Linked DNA regions of Arachis hypogaea: region 2 is linked to region 1. Evidence: chromatin contacts called from public Hi-C data. All regions are on one chromosome and are shown on one strand. The core of a region is the stretch at or near the end of the contact, and the rest is flanking DNA. Distances in the headings are between cores, read along the strand shown. Region 1 holds the start of LOC112771062 (probable LRR receptor-like serine/threonine-protein kinase At1g53430). Region 2 has its middle 11 kb from the start of LOC112773243.

The links. A called contact is a pair of places that touch in the nucleus more often than the background predicts.
Region 2: a Hi-C map of leaf shows a contact between it and region 1, with 2.6 times the contacts expected there. The contact joins the enhancer-like site here to the promoter of LOC112771062 in region 1. A contact is called at or near these places in 3 of 8 Hi-C or Micro-C datasets (leaf and an unstated tissue).

The regions. Positions count from the first base shown.
Region 1 is chr18:32,983,533-32,986,566 of arahy.Tifrunner.gnm2.J5K5, reverse strand. It overlaps LOC112771062 (probable LRR receptor-like serine/threonine-protein kinase At1g53430), which reads left to right and starts at 1,630. Exons shown (of 24, transcript XM_025815647.3): 1 at 1,630-2,204. The coding sequence starts at 2,075.
Region 2 is chr18:33,148,888-33,151,948 of arahy.Tifrunner.gnm2.J5K5, reverse strand. No RefSeq gene overlaps it. Among protein-coding and RNA genes, the nearest start is that of LOC112773243, 11 kb to the left of the region's middle. Within about 2 kb of position 1,723, at least 2 of the 3 cell types and tissues checked have open chromatin away from gene starts, as enhancers often do.

The sequences.
Region 1 (3,034 bases), core at 381-2,880:
ACCCGAAATCGACAATCAAAGTCCCGGCTCCGTGTGTTTTTCTCAATAGTAGGAACAGCCTCAACGCCACAAGTAAACTCGGGTTCTAACTCTGAAACTAAGAAAGAACGGCTGAACCGAACCGCAGCGCCTTCTGAACCGGTTGGGCGGTGGCCCCGGCAGCCACCTCCAGCGGCTGCGGCGACCCGACTCCGGCAACGGTGACTGAAACCAACATGCCACAACAATAAAACTCCAGAATCTCACAAGAAACGAAAGCCAAATTCGAAACTCTTACCGGCATTGGATCTCAACGGCGGCAGGGGCGTTTTCCGGCGACGGCAGCGGGGTCTCAAGTGGCAAAAACGGCCAGAAGCTCCGGTGTGGTTCCGACAGCCACAACCACTTCTCCGGTAATCATTCACGACAGGCGACGACCACTGCAGCAGCTGGCTGGACGGCGGCAGCTTCTGACGGCAACGGAAGCTCCGGCGGCGCCAAGACCTTTCTCAGCAGCCCGAAGCAGCAGACACGGAGGGGGTTTATCTCGCTTCTCTTTGCAGCTGGCAAGGACGACTACCCAGCTCCGGCGACGGCCCGCTCGCGGTAGCAGCGGCGGTATGCAGGTGCGACGGCGGCGCGCAAGGTAGCTCCCCTCTCTCTTTACCGTGAGCTCCCTCCTTGCGCGACGCCTCCCTCTTTGGTCTCTCGCTCCCCTCTGGTCGCGACATGAACGGCGGCAGCAAGGAGGGTTCAACAGACCCGAGCAGCGCGGCGGCAGCGAGCTAGGCGGCTCCTTCCTCCCCTGCACGCGCGCTCTCCCTTCTTGGTCTGTATCTTTCTTCTCCTCTGGCTTCGCGCTCGCCGGCAGCGCCGCTGGGGATCACAGAAACAGCGGCGGCGGTGAGTAAGTAAGCGCGGGGCGGCAGCGACGGCTGGGTAGTGGTCACGGCGCAGCCCTTCCCTCTCTGCCAGATCTCCCTTCTCAAGCTCCCTCCCCCATGATTTTCTGTTTCTGTTTCCTTCGTTGGGTTGCAGGTTTGCTGAAGGGAAGAAGAAAGGGTGGCGGCTGCTATGCTTGGAAATTAGGGTTTCATCATTTTGAAAACTATGGTTTGTGTTAGGCTAGGGGTAGTTTAGTAATTTCAAATAAAAGTAGGGGATAATATAGTAATTGAAACTCAATTAAATTCAACACTAATTATATATAGAAAATATTATTTGTTCATCACTTTCACAAATTATTTTCAATAAAATGTCCAAATCAAATAATTAGAAATAGTATAATTAATTTCTCTATTTTCCAAAATAGTTGTATTAATATTTAAAAAATTAATTATTTAATCCAAATCATATAGAAATCCTTATTATTTTACAACTACCAACTTTATAATATAATTATAGAAAATAATCCAATAATTATAAAATTGGATAATAAATCATAACTTGTCTCAAATTCAATAAATCACAACTTGCCTTAATTATCTTTAATAAAATGATTTCCGAAATTAAGGCTATAAATAACTATATGATTTGAGACTTGATCATAATAAGACTTTTCAAAAGTTTTGGATCTTACACTTCTGATTCCATTGTTATTGTTACTGATACTGTGATGATGAAGAAGAAAAAGAATAAGCAAAACTAAGTATTTTGGTGAAGTAAGTTTGTTGGAGGAGAGTATTTTGATCCGAAGTACTATTTTAAAACTAAGTTGAACCTTATGAACGATTTTATATTAAAAAAAAGGTTGAGGACAAAAAAATTTTTGAACCATATTTTAGAGATCAAAATCGTACTTAACCTCTTTTCTCTTTTTTAAATAAAAATCTATTTCAAGTTCAACAAAAGATACTTAGAAGTTCCATCACTCGGAAGTTCCTCATTTGATTCATGACAAATAAATAGATATAGAGTAGACTGTAGACACACATGGCTTTAAAACGTTTCTCTTTCTCTTATTGACTCTGTTTCGCTCCCACAAATAATAACACATAATCATAGCTACTCTTCTTGTCTTCTTCTTCGTCCCTTTCTCAAAACCAACGGGAAATTAAATTAAGGTGGCCAGCAATAATTAATTACACACCATATCATGATGAAGGTGGAGTTTGTTATGCCAACAAGCTCCAAAAACTTCAAAGCCTTCTTCATCATTGTGTTCCTTGCCTTCAATTGCTTCCAACAGTTTGGATCCTTCGCTCAACTCATACCACAAGATGAAGGTACAATTCATCTTCTCTGTTTTTTTTTTTTTTTTGGGTTTCAGTAACTTCTATAACTTCCGTGGTGCTCTTTTTTTTTTAAAGGAAGAAAAAACTGCCATAAAAAATAACACTAACGCTCTTTTCTGGCAGAAAAGAAAAAATGTATGAGAACTTTGTGTTAACGATCTGTGTGTGAAAATAAGAAAGAATGAAAAGATTTGCATTATAACCGTTTCGAATTGTATGAATTAATTAAATAGACCACATATATATATATAATCAATCATTTTCGTAGAGATTGAGTTTGGAGTTTGAAGTGATTGTCCTTGTTTTTGGCATTGCTTTTGATTACCTTGTTCTGTTTTTGCCGAATAAAGTTTGTGTTCTTTGCTCTCTGCTTATACCTCCAGAATTTATTTATTTATTTATCTATCATCAACTTCAATTGCTATTTCTTTTATTATTTTGCTGTTTGGTTTTTTTATGTCAGTTACCAGATCCAAAACTTGAACTGATCATGGTCAATCTTCCTATGTTTCTATTACTTGGCACATGAATTTATATTGTTTTTTCTTATTGGAGCTTCTGCACATCTAGTTTTCTCAAAAATTTTTCCTTTTCTTTTCTTTTCTTTTCGTTTTCATGGTGACATGTTTTACTTATCTGCTAGCAATAATGGCGAATTGTTTATCATACACTTCCTTATTTTTTATTTTATTTTATTTTTTGGAATTATTTATATGATGACATAGATTTTTTGTAGATGGACTTGTCAGTTGTTTTTGAAGGTTTTTGGTGTCCACAAAAATAATGATGGAGTCATGTACTTTTATTATATTTATTTGAAA
Region 2 (3,061 bases), core at 474-2,973, 170 kb before region 1:
TGGACGTTTGCCGTGACGATGAGAGCATAGTCCGGCGTGAGACCTACATGACACGAATTGTAACTTACGAATCCATTAAGTTATTCTTTTTCACTAAACATTTCGACCCTTAACCACTAACCTATGTAATTCGTCCTTGTGTTGCAGTGCCGCACTTTAGGCAAATTGTTCATGACAGAAAGGAATGTTGTGAACTTCAAGGATGGCTCTTGCGATCCCTCTACATGGAAAAATTTTAACTATCCCAAGGACATCCCCAGCAAGCTTGGAAGGTTAACAGAAATTTCTTTTTTTTTTAAATCATGGGTTTATTGTGCATAATTCAGTTTTAGAACAACAGAAGCTATTCGGTCATTCTTGAAATTAATCGCCTTTATTTTAATGACCCTAATCATGATTGTAGTGAGGAAACTGGTGTTTGGTGCTTGTACTGGCTGTAGCAGGAAGGAAGATTCTCCACAAAGATCTTTAGTCCTCCAGTAAGCTTGGCTATGCCAATTATTGCTTATGCTACGCCTTTTACTCATAATTTATTACATGGAATTTACATATAACTTCTAACACAATGACAGTAACTATGCTTTGTGTTGACCTGGGCCCATGTAGGTGGGCACACTTGCAGTTAGGATGAGGACAACCGCATATCTCATCCAATCTGAACCAAATCAGGTTCGAGGACTCGTGGAAGCAAAAGCAGAGCTCCTATGGCGTGACATCACGGCCAACAAAGAGTAGGATCCCACAACTATCCACATGCCATAAGCTCCTATAGTACCGAACTCTCTTTTGTAAATTCTAGATACGTATCTAACGGTGGAAGCAGCCCCTCTGTTTGTGGCAACCTGCCTTAAAGAACTTGTTTTTCCCGTAGTATTATAACTATATGAAACTGTGTACCTACTACGTAGTAGGGTAATCTTAGTTGTATATTAAAAAGCAAAGATGTGTCTTTTTGGTGGTGTATTAGAAACTGATGTTACTTACTGGGCTTACAACCTGCAGGGTGCAACTATGATAGGGCCATGCATGCTTTGGCCGGATGACCCACTTGTAGTTGTCTTCTTCAGTGTGGCCGAAAAGCTCCACAACCTTTATATATATTAATGCATGCTAGTTATTATTAGTAAATATATTGTCATGCTAGTTTTAATATGATTTATTAATCCTATTAAGTAAAGTAAATTAAACAAAAAATTAATCATACATAATAATAATAGTAAAAAATTATAGCATACTAAAAATATACAATATAAAAAATATCATAAAAAACTTTTTGATTTATTTCGATCACTATGACCAATATAAATATTTATTTTTTATATTATTCTTAGTACTCACTAAATTTTATATTCTTTTATTTTTTATTAAAAATATATTTTGCCAAAATTTATATATAATTATTATTTTAGTATATAAATAATAATTTTATTATAAAATTAATTAAAAAAATATACTCAAATATCTAAATTAAAATGATCAGCTAATATACAAATATCCAAACACACACTTACACTTCGGTTTAATCTACCCCGCCACTATGACCAAATGGAACTTATGCTAATAGAAAAAATAAATATATACAAAATTTACCTACCAAATTTGGGCCTGCATCTAAGTCACAACCATTTTTTTTAGTGAGATTATTCGTAACTTATGCCACAACCATTTTTTTAGTGATATTATTCGTAATTTATGCTGACTATGCGTGTGGTGGACGTCCACCGATTCTGGCCCGTTACTAACAAATGCGGCTGATGAGGTTCATGGCCCATTCGAAACTTGTTAATACTAGCCAATTCTGTGATTTATTTTTTTATTCAAAGTTATTTTCAAAATTGTAATGTAAGATGACAATTTCGGTTGACTTCGATTTATACTTTTATTATTTACATTTCATAGTTATCGAAGATTGACTATACACTTAAATAAAACTAAAGTTTCCATCTCAATCAAAAAATAGAAACATGCAGTAAATATTTATTTCATAATGAAAATATGTTTTTTTAGAAATAAGAAAAACATCTCCATGAAAAGAACAACACCTACATAACACGGTTCTTTCATAATTGGATTCAATTTCGAAAGTGTAAAAAACTGATAAACATGATAGATTAAACACTGTATACCGGGGCATAAATACTTGATACTTCGGCAATCCATTACACGTTCAGTATCTTCACATGAATGAGCTTTGCTGGCCTATTTAACCAATAATGGTCCAGAATGACTAATAGTACCACCCTAAGCCACACTTACCAAGTCCTAGAAAGGCCAATCTTTCTCTCAACTACATCACACATGCATGTAAGGCATGAAATTACTTTGGGGAACACCCATCCGCAGTTGCTCGAAAGTCGGAAGTGTTCGCCGCTGATGGACGATAGCAATCCCACACCCCAATATTCTTGATCGAAAGGCTACGCGCAGGAGAAAATTCAGTCTGCAAATCGAATAAAGCATTACATCAGCTCAACAAGTGTTATGTCACTAATCTAAAGTGACCTTACTACTTACACGCGCCACAGACTATGACACCATTCGCGGCACCTCATCTTGGCTGTTCGGCACCGACATGTTCGCCTGATTTTGGCACTGAGTTCGACGATGTCCGACTATCCCACACGTGCTACACTTTCTACGCTTCGTTCCCCTCGCCCCAACCTGTACATTTCCACGCCCAGTGCCCTTAGTACAAACCCCAATCGGATCTAGTACTCTACCATTGTCGCCACCACCACCAATGCCGACACTATTCCCCAAATCATTCATACTTTCAAGACTAATTGCTTCCTGAACTATCTGCTCTGAATACAACTTGAATAAGTCATCGTTGTTATACACAAGCTGAGCTAAACACTCGCGGTGCTGCAGAAACGTTCCCATCCGCATCCTATACAAGGCAGCAATATCGACTATTTTCTCCCCAGCAATATCATCATACAAACCGAACTTGGCCGACTTAGTCCACCTCCCCAAGACCAAGGTGTCTGGAAGAGAACCCACATCTAACCAAACCAAAACTGAGAGTATGTGCACACAAGGTAGCCCAAACGATTCCATT